Regions from separate parts of the Bombyx mori genome. Here region 2 is linked to region 1. Evidence: chromatin contacts called from public Hi-C data. All regions are on one chromosome and are shown on one strand. Each heading gives the region's core, a stretch centred on a gene start, on an enhancer-like site or on the middle of the called end of the contact. The rest is flanking DNA. Distances are from core to core; before and after follow the strand shown.

Evidence for each region. A called contact is a pair of places that touch in the nucleus more often than the background predicts.
Region 2: a Hi-C map of posterior silk gland shows a contact between it and region 1, with 4 times the contacts expected there. The contact joins the promoter of ae13 here to the promoter of LOC101738508 in region 1. A contact is called at or near these places in 7 of 7 Hi-C or Micro-C datasets (middle silk gland, midgut, posterior silk gland and 2 more).

What each region holds. Positions count from the first base shown.
Region 1 is chr11:14,816,578-14,822,381 of ASM3026992v2, reverse strand. LOC101738508 (splicing factor 3B subunit 3) reads left to right here and starts at 4,031. Exons shown (of 17, transcript XM_004933578.5): 1 at 4,031-4,191; 2 at 4,449-4,697; 3 at 5,124-5,294. The coding sequence starts at 4,472.
Region 2 is chr11:15,031,136-15,037,728 of ASM3026992v2, reverse strand. It overlaps ae13 (alpha-esterase 13), which reads right to left and starts at 2,059. Exons shown (of 3, transcript NM_001046709.2): 1 at 1,870-2,059. The coding sequence starts at 2,049.

The sequences.
Region 1 (5,804 bases), core at 2,782-5,281:
TCCGTAATGGCGTCTTTTGGGCGACGTCGACCGGATCCTTCTGATCCACTATCTGTGCTTTTAAGCTCACCATGGACCGATCGCCGTTCTCGTCGAACTCGTCAAATGCGACGTGAAGAACACACCCACTGAATTTCCCGCCGGATCTTCTCAGTGGGTCGCACTGCTCTGCTCTTGCTAGGGCTAATTCTCTCAATTAGAGCCCCGTGAGGTCACCTACCCGTCCTCGCGAAGTTGGAATAGCCTCTTAGGCTATCAAAGATTACGTAGGACAAACATTTTTTTTCTAAAGTAGCATGAGTTTACCACTTTACTGGTGCTAATACTAAGACATCGTGTCTAAAGGGTCGGTGACAGCATTCACAGTGTGAGCTGCGAGAACCATTTAAAACAGGTGGGCTGAATTCATTGGACCGGCTATGCAATAAAATTCAGATAGAAACAAATTTTGCCAATGAGAAAACATATTGAATGCGTCACATGCAAAAACCCATATGTGCTCTATTTATGCTCTCTGACTACCCTCAAGATTAAAAAATTCAACTCAGTACTAACAAAACTTAATAATTGCACAAAATAAACACTGAGTGATCTAATATGGTGTTCTTTTCTTCTTTAGTATAGTGAATTGTGACCGCACGACCATCATCGTCATAAGGTATCCGTTATTCCAATGCACTATTTTTTAAATATTATGTCTCAAAACAGACGACACAGACTATGAAATCATTTAAAAAATAATTACTATTGCAACAGTAATGTAAAAATAATGACAATGATTAAATCGACAACGTTTATTTATTGCCTGTGCATTCTTAAGCCGATTATGACGTATGTCATTTTATAGTTGTTATTGGTATTTCGGGGAAAAAGATGGAACAAAAGAACGACAACAACAAGAAACAAAAGATGGCGCCCGAGGAATTTTAATAATGTGATGTTTTTATACAATTAATTATTAATCAAAACTTAACGAGACCGATCTTCACTAATCTTTGATAATACATACAAATAATGTCATCCCGATCTAAAATCAATAATAAAATCATTTTATATTATAGTACATCCTAACTTCCACGAGCTGCTAGGCCCGATATGTACACGAAACCCAATAAATAATTTATCGGAAAGGTTTATAGAGTCCACAGAACTTTTAATTGGAGTACGCTTCGTTTGGTGTGAAGCCAAACCTTTGATTTATAGTTTCGTAATAAAATAACGACATTAACATGCAAACCGTGTCTTGTTTGCGTGTTTTAAACTCCTTACTCAAGCAATTAAAAAAACACTCTGAATTATTTTCTTTTTCTGACACCTACTTAATTAAAACGACAAAATGTATCACCAGAGATATAAGATTTAATGTACACGCAACTTTTTCAGATTAAAATACACATTTAAAATTGGATATACCTACATACATGTAATCCTACATTTTTAATGCAAGCAAATTTGGTTCAGCGTCCTTGTTCTATTGAATTAACAGATTTACGTACAGTGTGGAACAATAAAATGAAAATATGTAGTTAGTATTCCAATATCCAACACTATTATATAAGCTCTGAAAAATAATATATCTAAGATCTAGAAAAAAGTGACTTAAAAAAAACATTGGGTTTCCCGCCACAAATTACACGCTATATGTACATAGATTCTCATTAACGAAAACTAAATTGATAGTATTTAGTATTTATGAATCGATAAACACAAAACAATTATTTAAATATAATCAGTACGCTTTTGTCATTGACAGCAATAAATTTAAAATATTTCATACAGAATACACATAACCAATTCATAATATATTCTATTTCCAAAATAACGAGTATAAACCTAAAATATTTCATCTTAAGAACACCTTTTAACACGTATTTTATCATCATGATAAAATTGCGTGCAAGACGTTCGTATAAAGCGAAATATTTTTTATTTGTATTTTTTTCTTTCCTGCGAACGATCGAACCGGCACACGTGCACATCATCCGCTGAGATCGTGACCTGAAACTAAGCGAGCCTTATACCTGTAATGTAAAATAAATAAATTACGTATCCGCCTAACGCATACCAAGCTTAACAATTTTACCAGACGATGACTGTTTTTTTTTTTGATAACGCCATCTTGTTGTCTTTAAAGCGGTCAGTTGCCCTCAATTAAAAAAAATTATTATTATTCGCCAATAGATGTCGGGAAGAGTTGATTATTGAAAACACGAATAAAACAACATTTTCTGAAAATAAATCGTAGCTAGATCGATTTATCGCCCCCGAAATCCCCTGTATACTAAATTTTATGAAAATCGTTGGAGCCGTTTCCGAGATTCAGATTATATACGTATATATTAATATACAAGAATTGCTCGTTAAAAGGTATTAAAGGTATAAGATAAGCTATTTTGTTTCTTGAGATATTAAAAATAATGTTCAAGTCTAAGATTCGTGACCGATACTTAAGAAAACTGTTCAAAAATGTCGATTACGTTTACCGATCGCAATATCGATATCACCGAAATAACAGTTCAATTGAAGGGCAGTCAAAGACATATTGTTTTGCAAAGAAATAAAAATACACAAATTTATTTATGAAACGTCGTACAAACATTATCAGTGACGGTGAGTAAGCGCTGCTTCGTAAAGGCAGGTACTAATTTTTCGACCCGAACCAATCCCACGATGAAAGATCCCAATATTTAGTACTAATATCTGCCAACATTATAAATTCACGTTACTTGTAATAATTACGATACATATTAAAAGGCTGTACCAATATTATTACATACTGTAAAAAAATTATCACAAACCAACCGCATGTACATGGGTGTGCGACAGATATTATGCGATTGGGTGATCAGCTTATAATGTTCATGTGGATGACGGGATCTAGGTTGAGATGTCTGCTCGGTAATTCCTCAACAGCAGGTAGAGTTTTGAGCTCGTCTGCCAAACGGCATTAATAAAATAAAAGATACAAAACATAATGCAGGGACAACACATAGCACAATTATGGCCTTGCAAACCATTATGCACGCAGCGATTCTACTTGTTTTTTTTTTTAAAATAGATTGATCATCGGAGTAACGGACCACTTGGTGTTAAGATAAATCGATTCCCTCGCCCACCTTCGTACATGATGTACAAATCACAATAAAATCTATCCTTAATTCCGTTCAGAAAACGCTCTGGCGGTACCTAAATAAATACATAATTATATATTTATATGACCAAAGGTACAGAAAAGGTACAGTTACAGTTACAGAAAAACAATACAATTTTCCATTAGGCTTAAGGACTCTAGAAGATGTACAGCCTATTCGCCAATTCTCAAGAAGACAGCAGGGTGCCTCACCTTTGGACTGACAGGCGCTCACTGGGCAGACAGAAAAAAATAATTGCGTATTCGCTCAGCTATCAAAAAGCAGAACGGATAGGGAGATTTGTCTACTGCCGCCCTACCGAGGAACTCTACCGAGATTACTGAACCGAGGCCTTAGTCAGGACATTGTATATCTCCGACGACCTTTCAAAATCAGTCGGAAATAATTACGTTGGAAGCACGTTGCATTGCATTCACTTTATGATTTGGCCCTTTTTTCACGTAACAATTTAACACAAAGTGAGCGGTGAGCTCGATGTCTGTAACTAGGAAGAATTTGAGAGAGAGATCCTTATCAAATCTCTAGTGAGATTAGATGTGTCTTAATACGTGTAATTCCGAATAATTTAAGTAAATACATTTAATATAACTGTATTTTAACTAAATTAATTTTGATTTTATTATTAATAAAACTTTTGTTATTAATGAACTAACATTGAAGCTTTATTATCTATTAAGGTAAATTAAAGTTATTTTTATTGTCTATTTAAATATCTCATTGCATGTTATGTGGACTGCAATGGACATCTATTGACAAAAAATAGCCGTTGCTCATTCGTTGAAAGCCTGTGCTACAAGTTTCACTACCCAACAACAGATGGCAGAAAACAGCTACTAAAATATTTCTTATATGGCAACATTCCTCTATAAAACTCGACGCCATGATGCAAAATCCTCTCATTTGATTGGTCCGTGAAAACGAAGCTCAATGGCGTGCTCTGAATCCGCCATTTTACCGGCAACTGCTTGTGCCGGTTCACCCGTGAAAATTAAATACTGCATCGAGCCGCATTGCGGCCATCAATTGCTAATATTTAAAGGTAATCTTTTAATTCTCTCGTTTTGCTAGACTATGATGCATTTCAATTTGTATTTGCACTAGGTATCTCCACGATAAATTATATATTAATCGTGGTCGTTTTTTCGGTGCTATAACAGAAAGCTCACCCATTCGAAAGCACAAAATCCTTTCTGCTTTCGTCAGTTACGAGCCCTACATTTTAATTCCACACCTCTGTTTCAGTTGCTTAATTATTTGAAAAGATAAATTAACTAACCTAACCCGATTTATTTTCAGGGATAGGTTAAAATAAGATCACGATGTATCTCTACAATTTAACACTGCAAGGTTCATCTGCCATAACACATGCCGTACATGGAAATTTCTCTGGAACTAAGCAACAGGAGATTATTATATCACGTGGCAAAACACTTGAATTGTTACGGCCAGATCCGAACACGGGAAAGGTCCACACATTAATGAAAATTGAAATATTTGGTGTAGTTCGGTCTATTATGGCTTTTCGTCTAACCGGAGGAACAAAAGGTAAGTAAACTTTGGCCATGTGACCATGTGGTCCATTGAACTGTGTAGCTTATCTCTTTTAAATTATCTTAATCCCAGAATTTCCTCTCAAATCCAATATTTTTACATTATATAAGATCGAAAATAACACTGCATCATCTTGCTCCATGTTTTTTATAACACAAAGAACATGGGATAACTAGATGCACAAAATATGGCCAAAGCGTCGCTCCTTGCATTTTCTCAATGTTGGGATGTACCGCAATGGAACAAACTAATCCTAACAGATAATGTGAACTTTTATGACTCTTGACTTTGTAGCATGCTTAACATGATAGATTATTGCACACATTATAAACGCAAAAATAACCTAAATCTCCAAAGTTATACCTAACCCTGAACTTACGAACAATAGAACACAACATTAAAATATAGAATTTTCTGCAGATTACATTGTGGTTGGTTCTGATTCTGGACGTATCATCATTTTGGAGTACATCCCAACTAAGAACATTTTGGAGAAAGTCCATCAAGAAACATTTGGTAAATCTGGCTGTAGGAGAATAGTTCCTGGTCAATATCTATCAATTGATCCTAAAGGAAGAGCTGTTATGATTGGTATGGACTTTTTCATAATACCTACCTCTTGAATCAATTTTAGTTTTGGGTTCCAAAAGAGTAGTTTTGGAATGCTGCAACTAAAAATTACAATTAACCTTTAGCACTGCTACAAAGCCATAAGACTTTCTTCTCGTCTCGAAAATCTGCCAGAGTTGCTGATATTCAGTGGTACAAAACGTGGAGTATTAAATTCTAATGCCCGTATCTTTAGACGTTTCGTCAAATAGTCCTCTTAACTCATCCGATGATGCTCGAGCATTCCTCCCAAACTTACTCGAGTTTGGTATTTTTAGTCGACCATTACAATATTCATCAACTGTCCTCGAGTGAGGTAATAATGATTAAAATTTGATCAAGCTTGACTTTATTTATTAGGTAGTAAGCAAAATATGACTCTTATGTAGGTAAATAAGGAGTTTCAAATATCTAACCACTAGTCTAAACAAGAGTCTAACCTCGAACTATTTACTTTATTAATAAAAATTATCAAAATATGTGCGAATCATG
Region 2 (6,593 bases), core at 810-3,309, 220 kb before region 1:
AATACCATGTATCATGTCGTTAGTTGAAAATATTGTTCTATCCAAGCCACCTTATCGACAATTTGAACAATGTGAATTCCTGAAACATCATTTAGAAATTTCAATTGTGCTTTTAGTGAGCTATCCTCTCTTTCAAGCCGGAGAACATGACTGCGTCGTGGCAGCATGGGCAATATGGTGGTATCTATTTACGTACTTACGAGAAGCTGTACTACCAATCTACAATTGCTACACTCATTTGCTTTTGTTGCATGTATTGTTGCGATGGCATCGAACTTTTTTGTTGTATTCTAATAAGTCTTATTTATTTATGGAACCTTTTAAATAAGAAACAAAATATATTAAAAGAAACCGGACAATGCATAAATTTAAAATTTTAAAAAACGCAACGAAACGAAAATGAATAAAACAGTCATAACGAGCAAGGACTATTCACGTTGCCAAAATTCTGTCAAATTAATCTTCTATTACAATGCTGCAATTGTCTAATTACATAGTATGTGAATGGCTAATTTGATATCTTTTTTTGAAATCCAAACCTGTTGGGATTTTTTTCAAATCTTTACCTGTTTCAAAAACCATTTGCATTTTGTTCGCTCAATGTCATTCGTACTTAAAATTTTAAAAGAGAAAGGGAATTTATTATGTTTCTGTATACGTACCTAGATACTTTTAAATAGAGACATATACATATATACATTAAACAGTCAAACAGAGAGTAAACAAGCTTATTCATCGCACGAATGGTTACCCAATATGGGAATCAAACCTAAAACCCTTAGCCAACAGTCAGAGATGCTTACTACTGCACCACCGAGTCAGTTAATTCTAAAATTATACAGGGATGTTGCCATATCTCCGCCTCTCTCATCTTCAAACGTCACTAGCCTTCGAATACCGATGACCTGGACAAAGTGGTTGGGACTGGATGAGAAAGGCAAGAGATCGAAGAGAATAGGGTGCATTCGAAGAGACCTACACTCAGCATTGGGTGGACACGGGTTGAAGAAGAGAGCCTTCGAATACCATTCTGACTCAGATCGCTTAGTATACCTAACAACTTTCATCATATACATATGGTGGAAGATCGAATTCAAGCTTGCAGGGGTAGGTGCCACTACTCTGTCTATTTCTGTCGCGAAGCAGTCATCCACTGCGTATGCAACTTATAGTATAGACACAATGCGCTGAGTTTCTCGCCGGATCTTCTGTAGGTCGTGATTTCGAAACACTGCTCTTGCTAGGGCTGGTTTTAACAAGGGCTATCAGCAGTTAGTTAGGAATAAAATTTAGAAGTGTCGGAGCAGGTTTTATCCTATATGATTGCGATTTAGATTTCTGTCTAACGGCAACATTGTTCTATCTATAGGTTCAGGTAACCACTTAATACCTGATAGGCCGTGAGTTCATCTATATAATACAAAAATATGCGCACTATCTCAATCTAAGCTGGCTTATTTTAAGATATAAAAGTAACTACTTGTTTAACGTTTGTTATACTCGTAATCTCTACTATGAGACTACGGTTTTAAAATTTTCGTTATTTTGATGGTGATTTTACTGAACGCCAATATTTAGCGTCAAGTGTCCAAATACTTATCGTTACAGCAAGCTGAAATTTCCAATGCATGCTTCGCTTTTGGAAATTGTTGCAATATCATCTATTAAGTATTATGTATGTAATACATTTCTTGATAAAGACGAAGATGATGATATTATGAGCTCATCTTTAATTATTAATTGAGAACGCTGTGGATGAGAACGAGTGAGAATGTTTGTGATAACAGCGTACTTTCTATTGATAAAAGCTTCATATCTGTGACCTTTGGAAAAATTGTATATATTGAAAACAAAATTTTTGGGACTCACCTTGAACCTAAATTCGCCAATGGGGGCTTTTGCATATGGTATTTGTAAGAACTCATAGTATTCATAGCCCGAATAAGTTTTGGTCTTACTCCCGACTAGAGTGCCATGTTTCACAGTCACTCGGGGTGACTCTCCGAAAACAGAGAGCACTTGCACACATATAATAATCGCAAATAACATTGCCTTGTCCGATAAAGGCGGCAACACAACTGATTCGGTGAACTTAATTCAGCTGCACACAACAAAGCATTTATATGTACTTGTATTTATATGGTATCTATATGGTAATTACGCGCTGTCACTGTCTGCTACTGAACTACCTTTTTGTTTGCGAATAAGTATTCCTTGTTAATAATATGTTGAATATTGAAAGAGTTAACTATTGCATGCAAGTTTTGAAGTGAAACTTCCTTATCGGCGTTGGAAAAAAATTTACCGTCACGTTTTTCGGTTACGCGTCACATTTTTCCGTTACGCGCCATCTGTTTTGTATTCATGTCTATGATAATAAAATCCTTTTGTTTAAACTTTATCTAATTTAACTTTTTTGTATTCATGTCTATGATAATAAAATCCTTTTGTTTAAACTTTATCTAATTTAACTTTATTTAACCAATTTCTAGAAAGTTGCATGTAGATCATTTTTCGAAAAATAAGGCCATAAATAAGTTTCACTTCTTACGTGTGTACACTAGTACACGCACACATTTTTTGAAGTGAAACTTCCTTATCGGCGTTGGAAAAAAATTTACCGTCACGTTTTTCGGTTACGCGTCACATTTTTCCGTTACGCGCCATCTGTTTTGTATTCATGTCTATGATAATAAAATCCTTTTGTTTAAACTTTATCTAATTTAACTTTTTTGTATTCATGTCTATGATAATAAAATCCTTTTGTTTAAACTTTATCTAATTTAACTTTATTTAACCAATTTCTAGAAAGTTGCATGTAGATCATTTTTCGAAAAATAAGGCCATAAATAAGTTTCACTTCTTACGTGTGTACACTAGTACACGCACACATTTTTTTTATATAGTAACGTGTTATGAAACGTGATTATTGTCCTTTGAATGACGGCAATAATTAAAAAGGCAGAGCCAAAACTTCTCACTTCGTGACGAATGATGTAGGCAAGATTTTATTTTGTTTATTGCTTATTTGTTTGAACTAGCTTATGGCCTACTTCTGTTGAGCTGTCACCCGAACTCATAGACATAATTAGGGGAATACTGCCCGTCACCTTGAGTCATGAGATTTAAATCTGAATTGTATTGTAACGGCTGTAACATATTTCAAACAACGCATTACTGCTTGCCAATATAGAAATAGGCAGGGCGGTGGTACGTACATATGCGAGGTCACAAGTCGCCCTACCTAGAAATATACATAAATAAGTAGGCATTATTTTTTATTTTAGATTGCGAGATGAAGCGTTGAAAATGTGTTCTAGCAATTTGATCAGCACAGACATATGAAAATAAAAATAAATTGTGGTCACTATCTAGCTAGTCTAACTAGTAGCTTTTTCGGTTTGGATCCGGAGTGCTCAACACGCAGTTCGGTTCACTGCACTTAACTCATTGAACTCAATGATGGAACTCATTATCTCCGTTGAATTTATATCACTGTAATAATTTAGTGAGGTGGAATCTACAAAGCCGTGGATTCATTTCATAAAGAGGAATATCTCATTGCTGAGCGATATCTTACAGGCAAACTTAGAGTGGAAAGTGTTTCTTTATTTGAAATTCATTGTTCTGACATACAGTCTTCAAGAATTTGGCGCTGCTCACAATATTTATTCTTAATATTACGCAATACTCTTGTACGACAGAAATATAATCGTAACATAACAATATCTTCTTCAATTCAAACCAATAACAAAATTAATATCAAAACAGGAATTTTATTTTATACTAGCGGCCCGCTCCGTCTCCGCTCGGGTCTTTAACAAAAATTTCAACGATATTTGACGTTGTTTTATTTTTTTAAATAAAAGAACACTTATTGCGACGTAACTATAATAGTTAGACATATGCTGTCTTAAAACTTTTTGTAAATAATAATGTGTTCTACAAAGTCGTAGTACATTATTTTATTCTATCATCAATAGTTTTCGCAGGGTACGCGATGTAAAGAATATTTTAGGTAATTGTTTTACACCTTAGGTTACATTATTGGAGTTTTAGTAAGGATCTCTAATTTTTTTTTAAAAAGTCTATGTCACTCGGGAATAGTGTAGCTTCCAAACAGCGAAAGAATTTTTCAAATCGGTTCAGTAGTTTCGGAGTCTATTCAATACAAACAAAAAAAACAAATCTTTCCTCTTTATAATATTAGTATAGATTAAATTCGTACTTACTTCTGGGCTATGAAATATAATATGAAGATATTGATATTTTGAAATATGTATATATTTTTAAATAACGGAATATCGCGAAAAATAAAATATTAACTTTGATGTGCGTTATAATTGGTATTGAAATGAAAATGTCCGAAATAGTTTAAAAATGCACCGTTGACAGAAAAGTGAAACTTCGCTTGGTGAATCTAGTATGACCCCTTGAGGTCACTAGAATAGGTAGGAAAAAAGTGAAAGATTGCACTGGTGTATACTGGCAAGCTATGAGGCTAGAAATGTACTAGGTTATTATATTATCCTGAAAAGGTACGTATTGATTGTGCGAATAAAAGAAGAAAATATTGTTAGATTTACATTAAATTTGTTTAAAAACCAATTGATTGGTAGCGTAGAAATTTCATAACAACAAAAGCTTCGTTTCGAATGTGCTTTTACTAGCAAATTTCTCAATTGTGAACAACAAATATAGAGGTAAGAAGGATACGTAAGTGTAATTGCTCAAGTGCGCAATGAGTGGGCGCTGCGACCGTCTATGGAATGCGCGCCGGCGCCGGCCAGTCTCGGACACACCTGCGCGACGAACAATTCCACACAGTCACGCCGTGCCACCTACACACTCACAGCCATAGCCCCATCTAAAATAAAGAACTCATCTAAGCATACATACAGGCGAGACGAAATTCCATATCTGAAATTTTAGACACAATATGTAATTCATAAATTTTAATCACACAGACAAGTACAACGATAAAATATAGAACATAATGAAATGTTAGATATTTTAATTCATAATTTTTATCACATACAAAATTACAACAATAAATACACAACAAAATGGAAAGTGCCTCTTCATGCGAATTCTTCAAGTTATTGAAGTTTCATAGCCATTGTTGTTAATTAGGCAATGTTACAAATATATGGCGAATATGATTTCTTAATTTTCCGTGGAAGCCTGCACTTAGGAAAAAGCGATCATTTTTTACTTTTTCACATAAAAGCACTGTTTAACACTACAAGTCCGACTGGCGGGCTTTTGTGAGTTTTCGTGAGTTCGTTGTTCCGGGCTGTTGGCGAAGATGATATAGAAATAATGTTTACACTGATTTGGTATGAGGTTTTAATATAAAAAGCGACACAATGACTAACACAAATACAAAATGAGTTGAGAATCGTACAATTAATCTAAGACTCGCAATATTTTACTGGTCGTCGTCGCGCGCGCTGAGGGCGTGTGTTTTCGCGCTCAGAGAGCTCTGTTTCAGCGGGCGGTAAGGCGGCGGCGGGGGCGGTATCGCACGTTCGGAAATTACGTTCCGTTATATCCTCCCCCTCCGAGTCACTAGAACGCCTCGTTGGTGGCTCGGCAGAAACAACAAGGCGGGGCCGTCCACGCAGGCGTCGAGGCTGTACTGGAGCTGAGACCTGACCGGTTTGATTATGATACGGCTTCAAATGAGAAGCATGAAATTCCCCTAAAACCTGCGAATTCAAATCAGTAACCTCATAGGTAGTAGGACTAACGATATTACTAATCTGGTAGGGTCCGTCACGCTTAGGCATGAACTTCTTCGTTCTACCTTTGGCGGCATCACTTAACAAGTGCGTACAGAGAAGGACTAGATCACCTACTTGGTAACTGGGACCAGATAATCGACTTTTATCGGATTGCAACTTCCTATCATCCTGATGATGTTCAGCCCTATCTCTAATTGAATCCCAATTATCTAAAAATCTACGGAGATACGGAGTAATTTGAGGAAGGAAATTCTCTTTATCTAGTATGCCCCTTAAATCACGCTGCGCGTCGAATGGGGTACGCATTTCTCTGGCAAACATAACCTGAGCGGGACTGGCACCTGTCGTGGCACACGTGGCACTATTCATGGAAAATCGCACGGAAGACAAAAATTTAGGCCATGATCGGTGCTCATTTTTGACCAATATCGAGAGCTGAGTACGTAGGTCCCGGTTCTTCCTTTCAGCAGGATTTGCTTCTGGATGATATAGAGGAATGAGGTTTTGCTTGATGCCAAGAATAAACATGCATTGTTGCATGGTGGCGGAAATAAATTGGACACCGTTGTCTGAGATAATACGGCGTGGGAAACCATATCGAAGGAAGTATTCATTAATGAGTACGGGCGCACAAATTTCAGCAGTGGCTTCTGTCAGAGCGAACAATTCCACCCACCTGGTGGCGGTGTCTTCAACTAGTAGTACCCATTTCTCGCCACGCTCGCCTTCCGGTAAGGGTCCGAAGAGATCGATGGCGAGTACTTCTCCACGCTGATTGAGGACTGGTGTCTGTAGGAGTCCAAAAGGCTTTTGATTGGATGCCTTGTAACGCTGGCACTCTTCACA